Regions from separate parts of the Oryzias latipes genome. Here region 1 is linked to region 2. A link is a contact called in public Hi-C data. All regions are on one chromosome and are shown on one strand. Each heading gives the region's core, a stretch centred on a gene start, on an enhancer-like site or on the middle of the called end of the contact. The rest is flanking DNA. Distances are from core to core; before and after follow the strand shown.

Region 1 (6,775 bases), core at 3,829-6,328, 140 kb after region 2:
AAGGCTTACCTCTGTGAGGAAAAGGTGAACTGTTTTGAAAGTGTACACTGACAATGCATACTTGTAGTTAAAAGGCACACAAATACAGCTTTGTGGGACAGGACAAAAGCACGATTTAACACATTCTCACATAGGACTGTGGGGAAGAGTGTTAGCTAAAAAGATCATCTGATAGATGTTTCCTCACACCAAATGAGTCTCAAAAGACAAGGAAATAAGGAAAAAATTATAATTTAAACGTTCATTTTATTGGCCCATCTGACTGCCAAACACATGAATGCATCTACACTGTAATCACTGAAGAGTCTGCTCTGTTCACATGAAGTCCATCAGTGTTTTGATTCCTCTTTCCAACATATCATTTAGAGGTTACACTTCCCTCTAGTGGTGGAGGTCTAACCACCATCCAAATCTCAAAAGCCTGGTGCCTGAATCTAAAGACAAGAGATGATTAAATAGTTTTTTACAAATTAATTGGCTGTTGTTTTAAAAGAAGCAGGTCTGTTCTGGAATGACAAAGGCATTTGGAAGAAAAAAACCTCAAGCAAATTGGATCATCATGAATTGAAATCCAAAATAGTTACTGGCTTTCTATGATCTATGTAAACAATGGATACATTAATATTTTAATATATCCCCTGTATTATTCGATTCTGTAAAAAAAAAACATGTAAAATTGACATTAGAATCAATTAAAAATATAAAGAAAATGTGTTTTGCAAGGTTTTCGCTGTGGTGTAAATTCCATTGCATTTCAGTAAAATGGCTGTAATCTGACCCCAGAGTCTGTAAATATTACAACAGCGGGAAAAAAGAGACCCGAGCCATGGGGTGTGGAAGCCACGCGCAGAGGGATCTGGGTCCAGAGCCACTGGGTGCCTCTCTCCATGCTTAAATTACCATCCTTCTGACGATCGATCACTCAGCATCCACAAGTGCTGTGATGAGCACACGCCCCTGAAGGCACATCTGCATGGAGTTTCCAGCATTGTCTGCTCTAAGATGAAAAGATGAGAAATTTTGGAAGGAAAAAGGTTAGTTTGTCTGAGAAGAGAAAGGGCTGGCTATGGGAGATTCTCCTGGGGCTTTGCTGGCATCTCATTTGCTTTGATATCACCTCCAGGTTGGAGTTTGCAGATGTTTGATGGGAGTGTTGACTTGTGGGAGATAAAATAATGATTTGCGTTCAGACTCAGTGAAAAATTGGATTTTTGCTGAGTGTGTGGGATTGTTTTTGATTTTAAATAATCTTTTTTGTTCCAGTTAAAACTTGAAGTTAAAGTCCCACTCGAATCATCTTTTGATTTGTTTTAAAAGCATTTCCAGTAATTATTTTAATGATTGTCGTTTTTAGGCAAAATCAAAAAACCTGTTGTTTTCTAGGACAAAGTTTTTGTGAAGCACAGTAACCCTGCCAGGCTGCACGGTGGCGCAGTGGTTAGCGCTCTTGTCTCAGAGCAAGTCCGGCTGGGGGCCCTGAAACAGAACATCAATGGGGGACCTTTCTGTGTGGGGTTTGCATGTTCTCCCCGTGCATGCGTGGGTTTTCTCCGGGGTCTCTGGCTTCCTCCCACCGTCCAAAAACATGCTTCATAGGTCTTCATAGGTCATAGGTCAACTCTAAATTGTCCCTAGGTGTGGGTGTGAGTGTGAGAGTGAATGTGTGTGTGATATGTGACAGACTGGCGAACTATCCAGGGTGTCCCCTGCCTTCGCCCACAAGTGGCCAGGATAGGCTCTGGCAGCCCTGTGACCCCGAAGGGACAAAACGGCAGAAGATGAATGAATGAGTAACCCTGCCACCTTCCCATCATCCATCTGTTTACATGCTCTAATGCCAACTTACAGCCTCTCACATCACCAAGCTAACATTATTGGTACAACAAAAACAGCGAGCTATAATTGAGCCATCCAGCTGTACAATTTTGAGCCAGATGCCAGCTCAGACAAGAAAAACAAAGACGTACATGAATCTATCTTACTGCGTGGGAACACATCAGAATTGCGCGGAGCAGGGAGCTTGGAGCTAGCCATAGTAATGTGTGTGTCACACTTACAAGCTTTTCCCATTGGGATTTTTCTGCCTGCTCCTGATTCAGAACGAATAAAGAATTTTCTACATATATTTTTTTATTTTTTTATTGAAATATAATCATTACAAAACTCTCGCAGACACAACCACACAATGTTGCAAGGCACAGCTCTTCACAAAAACAAAGATAAAAAAAGACAAAAACAAAACAAGAATGTATACATATATAAAAAATATAAAAAACTTTCAGCATAAATTAAAATACAAGGCAATCAACAATCTGGACCCTAGTTTGTAACCATTCTGTAGCAGATTTACAAATGTCATTCATCAATGAAAGGATTTGAGTTGTGAATACATTTAATTTTCTACATATATGTCCTCCATCATGAGAAAAATGCCACAAGAACTTGTTAAGAACACCAATAGCACAATTATAATCAGAGTTGAACTCTAAGAAACATATTTTAGTATTTGTAAAACCTTTTTCACTTTGTAGATTGATTCTCATAAAATTTTAGGCATTACTATTAATCTGTAATTAATTTACAGATTTTCATCATGCCTTTATGTTGGTGCATACATTTTTTAGGTAAGTCAAATTTCTTAGAGAATAAATGTTTAGGTAGAAAATGAACTCAAACTTGAACACATTTAGGAGGTTTTGACTGATCGTTGCTGTTGTGAGATTACAACATAAGTTGGGGTTACATGTGCAAAATATATTTGATTGTTATGATTATAATTAAGTGCTTGTTTACTCATAATTTTTTAAATCCGTGCTTTTTTTCTTGGCAGCACCGCAAACACGAAGCAACAAGTCCGGCTGCTCTGCTCAGAAACATGCTTCTTCGCATGGGTGGAGCTGTTCGCGCTCCTAAGCTTTCTCTGGAGCGCTACACCGTCTATGCATGACGCAAAGCCAGCACAGTAGTGACCCACAATCAGAATAAACTGTTTATATGCACCACGATCGGATCAACAATCGGCATAACCCACCTATCTCGATCGGAAAGAAATTTTGATCCGAATGAGTCTGATTGGGGCAGAGTATTCCGAATGGGATCTTTACGGGACGCATTTTTATTCTGAACAGGCGTTCATTCCGTTTACTTTTGTCCATGTAAACGCAGCTATTGTCAGATGTGTTCCTCTTTTTTTCAGATCTCCAGGTCTTCTTTGCGCTCCTCCCCATTTGGTGAATAGACAGCAGCCACATAAAGGCCCTCTGCCTCCCAGCACTTTCACCTTCTGAGTAAAGGTGCCCCAGATAGTAAGGATCACCTTGCAGCGCCTGCAGCTTCACTGAACACAGCGCTCAATGTTGGCCTGCCTGCTGACAGCAGCCTAAGAGTGAGCGGAGTCCTCAGAAGTGGGACGAGTATGTGCATACATTTCATGTGTATAACTTAATTTTCTCATTGAAAGCACTGATTTGATCCCAGGACCGAGCAGACCAAAATCCTGCATCCTTTTCTGAGGAATTTTCCCATTAGTGAACCAGCTCAACTGCCCCTAAAATTACTTCACTCACTAAGCTGCCCTTGTCCTCACTCTAATCTAGCCTTTAAAGTCTTGAATCATTATTATGGCACTTCCATGCACAATGAAAGCAATAGAAACATAAAGCCTCTCCCAGCAAGCAAGCACAACACTCCAGGACGGCCTCCACTCGGGTCTTTGTTGGTTTCTGGATTATAGATTCATTTTTGCTGGACGTGTGGTCAAATTCAACCATGGGAAAAACCCTGTGTCCCCCACTCTTTCATGTCGTTCTCATTTTCTGGGCATCTAATGGTCATAATCGAGGCGGCCATTCTGGGTATGTGTTTGAAGGAGTGGTCAAGGAGCCACTAATCCCCTCATACACTGTTTGTCGTGGTGGCCCCCAATACAAGAGCTGATTTTGTTGCAGAATTCCAAAAGAGAAGGGGGAGGATTTGGGTTTTTGCTCTTATGAATATACGCACCCACACTTACACAAAGACACAATTGCTCTGGTGGGAATGCTGGGACTCCTAGAACAACAGCAGCCAAGCCTTTCAATGTTGGAGGGAGTTTAAAAACATAGATTGATCAGGAGAATTTTATTCAATTACTCAGATTTATCATGTTGAAAATGGTTAAATGAATGTAGATCAGTGGGTAAACTTCTTTGGAAAGAATTGATTTATCCAAGGTTGAATGTTTAAACAGCAAATGAAAACTCAAGGAAAGAGGTCACATTTAGAAGGAGAAACAATAAATGATACTGAATTCACTCTTTTAACTTTCCATACTTTTTCCCTCTGTCTCATGAAATTAATTGGACAAAAAGAACGCAATAACTTGATGTGAAACACAACAGAGGGTTGCAGCTGCATCTCACTGAGGTCTCAGGTCCTTTAGTGTTCAGCAGATTACCAGAGTCAAGTGAGGAGTTCTTAGCCCTGAAGTCCACTCAACCCTCCCTGAGCGAGTCACACAAAACTAGATTGAAGATGCTCTCTTAAGCAGCTGTTTGTGAAAACGAGGAGACCCTCTCTGCTAAACGCTGGGGGCCCTCTTCAGACCGACATCAGCAGGGTTTCTGCCTTCAGTTCCACCCCCACCAGTGATCAAGTTCACCCTTTTCACAAGCACCTGGGCCTTTGGCTGGATGGCCTGTCACTCATACAGATCCAAAAACTAGATGAGAAGGTTTTATGATGGAGCAAAGGAAAGGAAAGGAAAAGAAAGGAAACTGAGCAGCTCTCACTTGTTGACAGCTCCCTAATCCACCTCAGTTTTCCCTGTTTCTTTCCATTTCCCCATCTCCGCCTGTCCTGTGGGGCTGCAGATTTCTGGTCCAGCAGTCTAGGACAAGACCACCATTAACTGCAGGGCTGTGCAGAGGGCGCGTGGGACAAAAGGCCCAACACGCCGTCCCTGCCCTCGGACAAGGCCTGAAACAAATGTTACAGGGCTGGCACAGAATGGAATCATCCGGCCAGTGTCACTGAATACATTTACCTACCTCAGAGTCCTTTCAGATCCATGCTTTGTTTTAGCCCAGGAAGAAGGGAGGGCGTGAATGGAGGGGCGGGCGAAGGAGGGGATTCGGTGGTGGTGGTGGTGGGGGAGGGAGGATGCATGTGTTGAGAGAAAAAACGCAAGGGAGGAAGGGAAGTGAACGCATGAAATGAACGAAAGAAGCTCCAGGTTTCCACAGTGACAGCTCCAGCTTGGAAAACACCAGTTTTGTTAGGGATGGGAGGAGGCGTTGATGTGGGTGTCCTCCCCCCACATGGACACCAGGTTTATTGTTGTGTCTTGTTTTTCTTTTGGCCACTCTTTTCTCCTCCTTTGTCTCTGCTGTTCTTGCTGGGGCCTTTTATAAGCCTAATTGGAGACCTGGAGAGCAGAGCAAACTGAAGATGGGACGTCCTCCAAGATCGTCGACCTTAGTTTGGTCAAATAATTAACAGTGAGACAAGCTTTCAGACCACAAGGTTAGAGGTAACAAAAAGTCAAATTGCAAGTCTGAGTGATCGGCTGACTTTTCTTTCACACTTTTGAGTTAAGCTGGAATTCCTCACAAACAGGACAGGATGGAGTATAGTACTCAAGTACAATCCAACAAGTAGTTAACATCATCTTTAATGACCCGCTGCAAGGAAAATTGTGTTTTGGGTGTTTTTAACAATCCCTTGTAACATTTTAATGGAGGACATATATTAAGAAAATTAAGATTAAAATTGCATTTCTGAGCAGTTTTTTTTGTTCTAACTGTGAATCAGGTGCAGAAGAAAAAATGCCATTGGAAAAAGCTTGTAGTTGGATCAAAACTCTACAGCTGGAATAGTTCCAATCTTGTGCGCCATCTTTGTTGCACCAATAATGTTAGGATGGGGTTGTGAGGAGCTGTAATCTATTGGTAGAGAGTGCAAACAAAGCAATGATGGGAAATGGGGACAGGTTTACTCTGCACCAACAGACAAGAGGAAAATTTCAAATGAACTACTGCTGCTCTGCAGAAACTATACAGGGTTTTTTTTGGTCCAAAAGTATCATAATCATAACTAAAATATCACTGGGAACACTTTTAATCACTAGACTAGATGATCGGAGTAAGTTTTCAATTATAGTCTTTTGTTCCTACAAAAGTGCTCAATTTCAGCTAAAAATACTTCTAATTAGACACATTCAATTAAACCAACATAAACTATAACATTTTTAAGGTTTATTTTTTAAATTACATTAGTTCCAAAAAAGTCTTCAAAGAAACCTTGGAGGAGCATCTCTTAATACATAAAACATCTCCCATGTTCATCTTCATTTAATTCAGCAGGGAACAATCTCAAACGCAAAACATCTATACTGCATTCACAAACCTAAAGAAATAGCCTTTAAACTCAAATTCGGCCCCTAAAAAGTAATTAGTGTGTCATTTCTCCTTTAATCCCCTCAGCTAATCTCCTCCAATCCACTGGGTTTGATTCAGTCATCTTTTCTCTCATATTCTAATCCATTTTGCCTTTGAGTTTTTGTGTGGCTCGCAGTGTGCTGCCACACTCACAAAGAGCAGTCACTGAGCTATGACATTAAAGGTTTTGTTGGGCAGCTTTTGGGTGCACAGTGCAAGGAAGTGCATGTTTTCCTTCATGTTGTCATGGGAATGGACAGTGTCTTTCTTGTACTGCTTTAAACAGAGATAAATTAATTCTTTTGTGTAAATCATGGCCTCTCGTATCCTGCTTTAGAGCTGCTTTCAGCACCTGAACT
Region 2 (6,645 bases), core at 3,148-5,647:
TGATCTTTTTTTTTAATTGTCATTGAATTCTCTACAACGAAATTTCCAATGGCACTGAGTCACACTACAACACTAAAGCTCCACCATCGTATATATAGATTTTTTTTTACCTTGAGTTGGGGGTCCTCTTCATCAAGGAGTGAAATTATTCCAGCTTTAAAAAACGGGAAAATTATTGTTTTATAACTTGTATCCGTACTTTAACATTTTTTTCCCCAAAAAATATTTGGGAATGTAAGAAGACCATTCAGAACATTTAAGTTAACCCAAACAAGACTTTATTCAATATCAAAAGAACAATATTATAATTTATAATAGGGTATTTGCGTACAGCCTTACGCTGTTATGAACGTTTAACGGTGTGTAATGCAAATAAATTACAAACAAATGTACCAACTTGATAACTGCTGAGAACATTGTAAATAACGTAAATGTGCTTTTAAAAATTATTTCACTCAAGAATTTAATTATCGAAGCTAGCAAGGTTGTGGTAATGCAGTAGATCATGGCACTTAGCCTAGTCATAATATACAGTATGATTTGTTAAAACATCTAACAACTGGAGAATGGCTGTCAATACGGGTTTTGTGTAGTTTAAGCAAGGTAAAACGGAGTAAAATATCAGTTTTCATATGTTAACGGCTGGTTAGGGTTGTTACCGCTGTGTGTGACTCAGCTAATTCAATGGCAGCTAGCTTAAGTTGCGGGTATCAAATACAGACTTTCGTGACTTACCCGCCGAAGTTATCATGACTGGTTCTTTAATCGCACCTTAAGAATGCCTGTTTAAATTTGGAATTGGGTACGTTTCTCTGAAACTAATGGTAGAAAATACTTATTGTATGTTAAGAAGAACCAAACCAGTAACTCTGCTTTTTGTCCGTCTCTCAAGGACCTTAACCGTAGCTGGCCTACGCGCGCCTGTATGACACAGTAGAAATATTTACAAAATTATTCGTATCATTAAATTTTAATTAACCTTTGGTAGTTTTTATTCAATTTTAAGAATTTTCAAAATAAAATAAAATAAAAATTTACTGAGAGAAAAACATATTTGAATGCCAAGGAGCGAATTCTAGGCAGGCAATTTCAACTTCATTCAACAACTTTCAGAGCGTGTGCAAGTGTGCTTATGTGCTCCTGTGTCATAGTAACCATACCCATTTTGATGATAACCCCCCCCCCCCCCCCCCCCGTCCTGTTCGGTTTTCAAAATGCAGCCACATTGATTACTTTGAGTCAGTACATCATGTTCTCCACCGACTACCTGCATTTACTAAATGTTCAGATCTATTTCTTGTAAAATTATAAAATTTCAATTCATTTCCCAGGCTCATATTCAAGACGTGAATGCACACAATGTCTATCTTCACACTCAAGAATCCAGTCTTCAAAGCCTCATTTAAGGGATGTGACGTTATGTTGGTTACTCTTCCCTAAAATCAACACAAGAAAAAAATATCTTAGCAAAAATGAATCTAAACTTCAGACAAAAATACATTAAATGAAGATGGAATCGAATGAAATGTTGAGGTTTATCCTTAGGAGGTCTAACTTTAAATGTTCATTGGATTAATTTAGAGAGCAATATTAAAATGAAATCTTAAAACAGACAAGAGTTGTATTACATGTTTATTACAAATATTAGTAATCTCAACATTACATTGCAATACTTATCAAATGCACTAAAATGTGTAAAAAACAAACAAACTAAAATAAAAATAAAAAACCTTAATAGATTTATTTACTTTATATTCCTGTTCAGCAGGTTAGGCTCCTTTTGCTCACAGTTAGCTTGAAATACAGCAGTTTGGCAAACTTCAGGAAGCTGATGCTTCTAGCACTTACCTTCAATATTATTAAGTCAGTACTGAAACCAAACTTTATCTGTTTAAACTGACTAAATTCAGATAATTTTAAGGTCAGAAAATATCAGCTGATATTGTGCTTTTGTGTAATCAAAAGTAAACATCAGGAATCCCTAGGCAGTAGGCTTGGAAGTTTTCTGTTCACCACCCAACTTTTTAGAATCTAATTAAAGGCTACGTTAGCTTAAAAAGGTTTTTAGTTTTCACAGTGAAAACACGATTGTCCACAGTGATGGTCTGCAGCCAGTCACGTTTCCCAGGATCCGTATCAGCTGACTATCAATTCACATCAGTTTCAGCAGAAATGACATGGGTTTTCAGTGGGATTCCTTCTTCCGAGTTTTCAGTTTCACCTGAAAATGAATTGAAGTTGAACTTTAGAGAAACTACATGTTATACAATACATTAAAAAGCTTCTGACAAATTTAGATATATAATTTTGCTTTTTTGCAAAGGTTTATCTGAGCTGTGTCACTTCTAATTAAAAAAAAATTAACAAAATACAAAGAATCTGTTCTACTTCTTCAATAAATTTCTATATTATAGCATTACATGTGACCTAGATTGGACTGTATTTATTTTGAACATCCACTGTTGACCATGTTGCATTATGCCCTGCTCCAGTACTCTAACTGCAGCAAGTTAGTTATTAAAAGCAGAAAAAGTGTTAAAATAAATCAAAAGACATCAAATAGGAAAGTAAATCCTTTTGCCCGGCTCTGCAAAGTTGAACACTGCAAGGATATTTCTACCTTTCTGCTCACAGGTTGAAGATTTATTATTATTCTTTCTGCTGGATTCCCTTCTCCTGAACCAGCACGGACACAGAGGCTGGTCTCTTTTATCTGTGGTATTATCTGAAAAGCAAAAAATGAACATTCAACAAATTGGCAGATCAGTTTCAAGGACCAGAAACTTCTTTGAAATAGCAAACATTAATAGCTCATTTTGAAATTAAAGTGACATTCAATGACAAAATCAGCAAATATCTATACAATAACTTTAACTGGACATTAAAGCATTCTAAAGAAGCTGTTGGCAGATTTTGTGGTGCAACAGCCCATCTGCAGATTTTTACCATCAACCAGAGAACCAACGTGATCTTCATCACTGGAAGCCTTGTCTTAAACTGTATCTTAATGAAAAAAATAAATCTTGTCAGAAACATTGCCATTGCAGGTCCAACTTAAAACTGGTTTGAAAATGGACATGTAAATGTCCTTGTTGAAACAAACTTTAATTAAAAATGTTTTCCTTGAGAAACTTTTAAAATCTTTGGGAAAGCTGTGTAAAATAGGATTTTGATATCAGTAGTTTCTAACTGATTTTGCTGTTAATCTTTTAAATAAAAAATGATTAAAAAAATGATTTAAATTTGTAATGTCAGCTGTTATACCTTATTTGCTATTAAAAGTATCACTCTTGTTTTATTTACATTTTATTTCCAGAGTACTTTTTTTCTATTTCAAAGCCACTCTTTGTCTTTCACGGTCTAAGAACCCATTTTCCTTTAATGAATACATCTTTTGTTCAGAGGTATTTGGCTGGGAACAAAAAAAGAAAAAGAAAAAATCTGTGGCCTTGTGAGTGTCATAACCTGACCTACATGCCAGAGTGTATTATCACACATCTCTGACTAAAGATCAGCTATCATTTTAGCTATGCAGATTTTCTATGCCAATGGGTCCAACAACCAGTTTTTCCACAATATATTTTAAGTATTATTGCACCTGCTGACTGAGATGCGCAAACAACTTTGCAGGCATTTTTCTTGATGCTGACAATTTTGGCTTCGGTCTTCGGGAGGAAGCAGCCGACCCACACCGCCTCAGAAGGATGTTTGTGGAAAACTGCGCCCAGGAGACTCTCCAGGACCTGCGCGCACCTGTGCGTCTCTGCGCTCTCCTGCGTGGTGTGGACTAATCCAATCAGAGCGGGCCGGGGGATTGACGCGCCTTTTGTGCGCGCCTTTACGTCCTTTAGGATCTCTATCAAACAGCCTTCATTCGGGCCGTGGCTGATAAAAGTCTGCGTGAAGATAAACACGATGATGCGGGAGTCTATCGCCCGCTTTTTGCTGTAAATGTTCGCCCTGCTCGCTGACTTGCTCGTTGGCCGCTCCTCCTCGTGCGCTTTTGACCCTTCATCCTTGGACTTCACTCCACTACTTTTACCGGTCTCCACTTTGCAGTCCTTCTCATGTGCGTGATGGGGGCGCGGCGGCTGTTTCTTGCTAAGCACCGGGACGTTTTTGTTAAACATGTCACGGATGAACTCCTGAAAGACCAGTCCGGTGTCATCTCCGTCCGTCGCTTCGCCTTGGCGCGCTTCACCGACCAGATAAATTCTCTCTTCACCACCGATCCGAGCTATCATCTCCCTAAACTCTGTCTCTTCTTCGGGCGAACTCGTTGAATCTGCCATTTCTGCCGTTTAAATTGCAAAGGAAGCTTTTCGTAACCTACATTCATGCGACTCTTCCTGGGAACGTCGATGTGTGGCTGCAGACAGGACTCGCCGATTGGTCGATGCGTTCAGAGGGCGGGGCTAGCAGCTCAAATGGGAGGTTCCAATGGGATGAAGTCAATCTTTAATGAACAGGTAGACTTGTTTATAACAATAACAAAAAACTGTCATAAACCTGACATTAATTAGCACACCGTTAATTATCAGATCTATTCATTTATAATTTTAATTTGTGGAATGACGAAATATTGCATCGTTAGGGAGTCACTTTTTTTATTCCAATTATTTTCATGGAAAAAGTCCCAGATGTCTCTCCAGTCTTGTACAGTCCGGGTTTCTAAAAGAAATATAAAAAAAGAAGAAAATTATAAAATAGGACAAAAATGATAATTATGTTGAGTTGCTTTTTTTTTAACATCAAAGCTCCTCCACCCTTAAGTCCCTCATCACAAGTGGGCTGAGTTTTCCAGACTCTAATCCTTTAATCCACTCATGCCAGATCTGTAATTAAATGCTGAAAAAGTCTAAAATGTCATAGCGTCTGTGCTGAAATTCAGAACTTCAGCTGCAGCAGTTTTTATCAATGTTTACTGAAACATATATGATAAAGTCTAACTAGTATCAATACACTGATTTCAGACACTGATCTTTGGACCCAGGGAGCACTGATTACTTAGTGTGATACTTTCACAGTACCACAAAATCTGCACATTACGTTGCTTCATTATGGTAAAGTCTGGCACTGATTTTGATAAGTTAGAGATTTATACATGGAAAGATAATTACGATTGAGCAATAGAAGTTTTATGGTTTTGGTGATTCTGCATTGGTTTTAAAGTTTAAACCAGTGCCAAAATACTGACCTCACTGTTGAGCATGAGCTGCTGAGGAACGAGAAACTCCTTTGGACCCCAGAGAGAGACACGGAGACCCAAACGAACTAGAAAAAAAAGACATATTTATTCTTCTTGCTTTTGGACAAAAAATATTTTAAACTTTTTTACACTTGCCAAACTGCCAAGCCACAATTGAATATAATGCGTAAAAAGCTAAGAAATTGCAAACTTTTGTTAAAAAACAGTTTGACATGGGCAAATAATTGCAACAGAATCATGCATTCATTTTTGAGAGCTTCATTGACTGAATTTGCAGTTTCTCAAAAGATAAAAATATGACAGATGAAGGACACATGGGCTCCAAAACCTCTGCATATCATATCTAAGTTATCCCGCTTGACATGTTTGTTCTCATTACTGGGTCTCCCTGACATAGCCTTGAATCCCCAAAACAAATCTAATTGCAAAATGCTTCATTATGTGTCATTGAAGGTGGCCAGAGAGTGTGCATAAATCATGGAATATTCTGGAGTTTTATTAAACTCCACATATTTAAGCTTGATTTTACTTTAAAAAAAAAACTAAAAGCAACAACAAAATAATATTTTCTTAACCGTCGTTAGAAGGTGAAGTCTATTAAGTTGAGGTACTTGCAAAGAGATTAATCAGATTGCAGAACATAAACTGAAAACAAATAAGACTTTGTGTCCTGATATGCATTTTTGTAAAAAAAATTGCAGCATTAAAGTTACAGAAAATGTGAAATTAGTTTGCATGCCATTGTTCCTGGGTGTTGTGAACATGTTTCAGCACCTGTAATTTTTTTTTCTGACAACAAATCTCTGAGGGAAGAAAGATCAGAGGCAGTCAGAATCCTCAGAGAGTCCACGTGATCAGCAGAGCCCAACTCAGAGCTCCTTCTGGTTCTGTTGGCATTTTGTTCGGTCACACTGATGTTATTTGAAATCTGCAGGGAAGTATGTGTTCCTATGACAAAGAACATTAGACATTAATAAATAATTGTTGATACAATACTTAGTTTATTACCTTCATTTTCATAAAACCAGTGGCACAGCTGCAATGTAAAAATGATGTAGTGCAAACATTGCAGACCTTGTATGAGAGGTTCGTCCCCTTGATTCCTGTAAAGTGGATGTTTTTCATAGCTTGAAATAAATTCAGGTGTCACAATTCAGGTCACATTTAAATAACCTCCGCCTCACATGCTGCAGGCGGAGGTTACATCTTTCACCTAGTTTCCAAATGTGTTTGTGCACATTAACATATGTGCATTCAAACATTTGCAAATGGAATAAGATTTGCAAGTTTCTGGCAAAAGTCACAAGTGTGTAATAAAGGATCTTTGAAAAAAATATGTCTTATTTAAATTGTTTTGAGGGTTCACATCCACAGTTCTCAGAATTCCCTGATTGTGAAAGACAATTTGGCAGATTTAATCTTTGCCCTCCAAATCT

Evidence for each region. Hi-C and Micro-C count contacts between places; a contact is called where the count stands out from the background.
Region 1: a Hi-C map of embryo shows a contact between it and region 2, with 1.7 times the contacts expected there. The contact joins the enhancer-like site here to the promoter of LOC101162592 in region 2. A contact is called at or near these places in 2 of 5 Hi-C or Micro-C datasets (embryo and fibroblasts).

What each region holds. Positions count from the first base shown.
Region 1 is chr4:12,801,838-12,808,612 of ASM223467v1, forward strand. No RefSeq gene overlaps it. Among protein-coding and RNA genes, the nearest start is that of opa1, 53 kb to the right of the region's middle. Within about 2 kb of position 5,079, at least 2 of the 8 cell types and tissues checked have an H3K27ac peak or open chromatin away from gene starts, as enhancers often do. A contact at or near this core is called in embryo, where this site is marked.
Region 2 is chr4:12,666,979-12,673,623 of ASM223467v1, forward strand. LOC101162592 reads right to left here and starts at 4,398. Exons shown (of 3, transcript XM_004067897.4): 1 at 3,599-4,398; 2 at 2,621-2,725; 3 at 1,620-2,221. The coding sequence starts at 4,292. The coding sequence ends at 2,148. psmd1 (26S proteasome non-ATPase regulatory subunit 1) reads right to left here and starts at 909. Exons shown (of 25, transcript XM_023954221.1): 1 at 736-909; 2 at 111-154. The coding sequence starts at 751.